Regions from separate parts of the Mus musculus genome. Here region 2 is linked to region 1. A link is a contact called in public promoter capture Hi-C data. All regions are on one chromosome and are shown on one strand. Each heading gives the region's core, a stretch centred on a gene start, on an enhancer-like site or on the middle of the called end of the contact. The rest is flanking DNA. Distances are from core to core; before and after follow the strand shown. Region 1 overlaps Smg6 (Smg-6 homolog, nonsense mediated mRNA decay factor (C. elegans)). Region 2 overlaps Smg6 (Smg-6 homolog, nonsense mediated mRNA decay factor (C. elegans)).

Region 1 (2,592 bases), core at 40-2,539:
CAAATAATTTTTTTAAATCTCTAAAAATACTTTTTAAATAACAAAAGTTTAAATACCTAAGAATTGGGGCTGGGAAGACAGGTTAGCAGACAAAGGCTTGCCCTAAGCCTGACAACCTGAGTTCAATCCCTGGGACCCACGTGACAAAAAGAGAGACCAACTCCCAGAAGATGTTCTTGGACCTCCATAGGCACGCGAGCACACACACACACGAAATGGAAAAATAAAAAAGTAATTTAAATTAAGACCCCAAAATTTAAAAATGTGTTTGATTTGTAACCAAATTGTTCTCTGATTACTTTCTCTTCCTCTGAACATTTTAGCTGCTTCATGTTTTCTTCTGAATGCTTTTTTTTTCTTTTATTCTTTTTTTTTTTTTTTTTGGTTTTCGAGACAGGGTTTCTCTATGTAGCCCTGGCTGTCCTGGAACTCACTCTGTAGACCAGGCTGGCCTCGAACTTAGAAATCCGCCTGCCTCTGCCTCCCGAGTGCTGGGATTAAAGGCGTGCGTACCACCCGGCCTGAATGCTAACTTTTAAGCACATTACTGGAAAAGCGCACCACCTCACTCCTTCCTCCTTCAGGATGTATTGTTTATACTTGTTCTGTATGTTACTCAAGTGACTTCTCTTTACAATTACTGTCATTACTATTTCTAAAATGTCTAAATTAAACCAAAGCTTGGAAATTCTGACTGGTATCTGGGTCCGACTTTCCGGATGGTAACTGAAGGTCATGTGGGGTGGAAAGTGGCCTGTGGGTAACAGAACACACACATGCACGCGAACAGGATATGTTGGTAATCTGGCTTCCTGAGACCTAGTAAGTTGTGAGAGTTCTCACCATTACCCTTGGAGAAGATGAAAAAACTAAAGTTGGAAAATGCTGGATTTTTAAAATGTCCCCTCTTAGCATTCTATCTAGTGGTGTCTGGGAAGGGGCACATTTGCCTCCTACACCATTTTACTTGTCTAAAAGTACAAAACAAGCGAATGAACGGAAGCTTCTTCATAGCGTGGAAGCTGGTGTTTGTGGCACAGCTTATGTCACGTCTCAAGCCCAGAAACACGAAGAGTGTGGTTTTGGTGTTTAACCAGCCTCTACTGCACCCTGGCACTGTTTCTTCCCCAGAGAACTTTAGAGGAAAAAAACCAACCTCCTATCTTAAAACCAAAGGCCAGGATAAAAATAAAGCCCTGAAGTGGTTTGGTGACCGAGGTCATAAGGGCTGCCACAGGTCTGAAGGTAGGGCCAGTATGCTCTGAGAAACTTCACTGCAGTCAACCACAGAAACAAAGACCTCAGCCCCACAGTCCAACAGTCTAGGAGGCTGCCTTTAGGCCTGATTTGTTAGGAGCTGCTCCACACAAAGCAGTTTATATCCTTTGAAAACCTCCAATCCTGCTTATAACTTTAACAGCAGTCTAGCTGAACTGTTCCTAGAGCCTATGAAAAGCAGAGCCAACCTGCAGCCTTGTCCTATAGGAAGGAGGCTGCCATGAACTCTCGCAGGCTTATTGCCTAATCTCCACTCATGAAGCAACTTTAAAACTTGATTCTGAGGTGAAGGAGTAGAACATGAGGTTCACACTACAAACTAGAAAAGTGAAATGGGAACTGACATGAAATCAACTCACGGCAACCCTGATGAAAATAAAACAAAACAAACAAAAGGACCAAAGCCAACCAAACATGCAATCCTTACACCCAGGAAACCAACAATTCGTCTTTCTCTACCAGGATCACATAATTACAGAGCAACAAAGAAACTGGGTTATCAGACATGAAACATCTGCTTACTAGCAAACCCAGAGATGAAATTTTTCTCTAACATTCTACACTGTCCAGAGGAAATGAGGGTAAACACTGGTTCTGCTCCTTCATCCTGACAGGAGTTCTGAAACTGCAAACTTAATTTACCATGATCTATGCCCAACAACTAGAATGCACTCCAAAATGTACCATATGACCTGATGTACCATATGACCAGGCTTCAAACCTAAGGCTCTGACCTATAGTTGTCCTGGGTGGCTGGGAGGGGGAGGGCAATGCCTGTGTGCCACCCACACAGCAGCTTTCTTTAACATTATGGCAGTGGCAGCAGCGGCAGCAGCAGTTTAGCACACAACTGTACAAGGGACACTGAAAAGTGAGAGAAATGATGGGTCTGAAGAAAAAATGTCATCTGTATAATTTTTTAAAAATTTAAAAACAAGAAAATTCAGCCAGGCATGGTGGCCCACACCTTTAATCCCAGCATTTGGGAGGCAGAGGATTTCTGAGTTCGAGGCCAGCCTGGTCTACAGAGTGAGTTCCAGGACGGCCAGGGCTACACAGAGAAACCCTGTCTCAAAAAACAAAAAAGAGAAAGAAAGAAAGAAAGAAAGAAAGAAAGAAAGAAAGAAAGAAAGAAAGAAAGAAAGAGAGAAAGAGAGAAAGAAAGAAAGAAAATAAATTCAGAACTCTGTACTATGGCTGGTTCTTTAAAAAGCACAAAACATCCAAGCCAGATCCGCAAATTTTCAAGCAAAAACTATTACTTTCAAACCTTGGGAAGTGACATTATCATTACTGCCATGTTTCAGATGAGGA
Region 2 (2,592 bases), core at 60-2,559, 180 kb before region 1:
GAAGCAGTGTGATTCCTGGCCAAGAGGGAGAAAGGCCACATGTGTGGACGTGGGACTCCTGGAGGTGGGGATTTCCAGGGCACAGCAGGAGCCTGGGGTGCAGACATCCTGAGCCTGCCTGTAGCACATCCTTAGAGGTTCAGTGGGAACTATCATGAAGAAAGACAAGGAACTCCCACCCTGCTCCAGTTTTCATTTGCACACCTTTTAGAATGAACCCAGTTTCCCTGAGTTTTGTCTGCTATGGTCATTCATTCTTGCCTTTAAGAGGAATGTCACTTACTGTGATTGGTAAGAGTTCTGCTTCACTGGGATATCTAAGAGGTCCAAAAAGGACTCTGTTTACATAGACAATTTACCCAGACTTTGTCTTCTCTTCATTGTAGTCCAACTAGCAGGGAGACCAACTAAGGCTGGATGCAGTATTCTTAAGTTTCTAAACTACAGCGTGGCAGTGAGAAATGAATTCAAGGTATTTAGTAAACTGGGAACATGACAGGCGTAATGTATAGGGCTTGCTCAAAGACACATGGAATCCTGTTTCCAGTTTGTTGGGCTGGTTGTGAGAGTATTCTGCCATGGTGTGAGAGGAATAAGCCTGGTGGAGAGAAAAACACAGCTCTCTTGACTCTGGGGTTCTACCGGAGGCTCTTGGGAATATTCTCCCATACAAAGGGGCTCTAGGAGTTGAGTCAGAGAGGGACAAAACAACAGTTTAATATGGTAAGGGATATATCAAAATAGAGAAAGACAGGCTGGAGATGGCTCAGCGATTAAGAGCATCGACTGTTCTTCCAAAGGTCCTGAGTTCAGTTCCCAGCAGCCACATGGTAGCTCACAATCATCTGTAATGGAATCAGATGCCCTCTTCTGGTGTGTCTGATGTCAGCTACAGTGTACTCTTCATGTATGTGTGTGTGCGCGCATACATCTATACATATACATACATATAATCAATCTTTAAAAAAGGATGGAGAAAGACTTTCAAACCAACTCCTTTAAAAAGCAAACTCCAAGACGATCTCCACGTAGCAGTAAAGTCTCTGGGGTTAAAGGGTAAAGGGGTCATATATTCTCTGGAAAGGAGAGAGTACCTATGAAATTTAGGATGTAATCTTCACAGTAACCCCTTCTCGACCATATTTTTCCATTTTGTATCAATTTCTAAGGCAGAGGATGTAAATGGTATGCCCACTGCCTTATTGGCAAACTCTCCTTGTTTCTGAGGCGAAAGCTGGGCATGATACAGTCCCTTTGGGTTATTACAACAGCGCTGGACTGGGGCTGAGAATGGGTGAAGGGCTGCTAGACTTTGAACCTTCTTGGTGTGCCTTTGCAGGGGCAGTCCTTGCCCTGGAGGATACTGTGTAGCCAACTGCCAAGAACTCCAGGGTTAATGAACAAAATGTCTCACATGAATCATTCCTGCTTCTAACAGAAAAGTGAGGCTTGATCAGGAAGAGCTGAAAGAAAAGCACCCTAAGAAAGCCTGGTTCTGTCTCCCTCCGTGAAGGTCATCTGAAGCAGCTCCCCATCAGCAGCAGGAACAAAACCCTAAGCTTCAGGGCTTGAGCTAGCTATCAGCTCATCAGGTCCACACAGAACCAAGCAGAAAGGAAAACGGAAAGCTTGCTGTGGAGAGGTGATGTGTGCCTGTTCCGTCCCAGCTCAGTTCCTTAGAGAGAGAGAACGTGAGCAGGTAATGAGGTAGGGGCAGGGGCTAAGAGGCAGGTTCTGAGAAAAGCAGAAGAAACCTTTAGACCGACATAGGAGGATTGGTCTACTGTCTAGGTTATCTTAGGTGGGGAGGTAGACAATCAAGAATGGTGAAAACTGAGCAGAGGCCAACAGAAGAACAGAAAAAGTGATGCCACTTTATGGAAAGTGGGGACAGCAAGAGAGAAAGGGGATCAAGCACCAGCCATCATAGACTGATGTAAGCTGAGTACACCTCATAGCAGCCCTGGGGAAGGGAGAAACCCTCGGACAGCCAGGAAACAGGAGAAAGGGCTGGAATGCTGACAGGCCTCTAGAGCAGACTTCGAAAGAGAGGTTCAGTGCGCACCACAGCTAGTTACTCTGCAACATTTCTTTCACTAAACACTAAATGTTTCGTTTTGGGGAATCAGAACTTGCACCACCAGCCCCAACACCCCTCCACCCCCACGTGCCCAGTCTTGAAAGTCCAGCTTGCTACTGCTCCTCTGGTTAAAAAGAGAGAGAGAAAAAAATTACATGGGTTTTCCCCCTGCAAACTCAAGTTTACAGGTTGTTTTTCTTGTTTCTCTAAATGGAGCCAATTATTCTCACATTTGTTGAAACCTTCAATCAAGCTTTATAGCTTGTTAATTTTACAAAATGTCCTTAGAGCAAATAAGATGCAGACAGGAAAAGTGAAGTCTTGCTGAGATTATTAAGAAACCTTAAAATAGACTCCAAATCTACCACCAAGGCTGGTAAAATATAGGCTGCTTGGCTGGCTTCTGAGGTCAATTAGCGATGGGTTAATTATCATCTTTAATGAGCCAAGGCTACAGGATTGGCTACAAGAAAATGAACTCACATTAATGTGTTTTCAAAAAGCAGGGACTG

The links. Capture Hi-C pulls out chosen DNA fragments and counts their contacts.
Region 2: a promoter capture Hi-C map of adipose tissue shows a contact between it and region 1. The contact joins two enhancer-like sites. A contact is called at or near these places in 1 of 15 datasets of contacts at CTCF or cohesin (the NIH/3T3 cell line), 3 of 484 Hi-C or Micro-C datasets (bone marrow-derived macrophages, embryonic fibroblasts and forebrain), 4 of 115 datasets of contacts at active chromatin or transcription factors (CD8 T cells, cardiomyocytes, embryonic stem cells and 1 more) and 3 of 9 other capture datasets (adipose tissue, liver and pancreatic islet).

What each region holds. Positions count from the first base shown.
Region 1 is chr11:74,958,633-74,961,224 of GRCm38.p6, reverse strand. The region is part of intron 8 of Smg6 (Smg-6 homolog, nonsense mediated mRNA decay factor (C. elegans)); the gene reads right to left. Among named protein-coding and RNA genes, the nearest start is that of Srr, 34 kb to the right of the region's middle. Within about 2 kb of position 1,289, at least 73 of the 459 cell types and tissues checked have an H3K27ac peak or open chromatin away from gene starts, as enhancers often do. A contact at or near this core is called in adipose tissue, where this site is marked.
Region 2 is chr11:75,134,283-75,136,874 of GRCm38.p6, reverse strand. All of the region lies in intron 13 of Smg6 (Smg-6 homolog, nonsense mediated mRNA decay factor (C. elegans)), which reads right to left. Among named protein-coding and RNA genes, the nearest start is that of Gm51907, 3.8 kb to the right of the region's middle. Within about 2 kb of position 1,309, at least 22 of the 459 cell types and tissues checked have an H3K27ac peak or open chromatin away from gene starts, as enhancers often do. A contact at or near this core is called in adipose tissue, where this site is marked.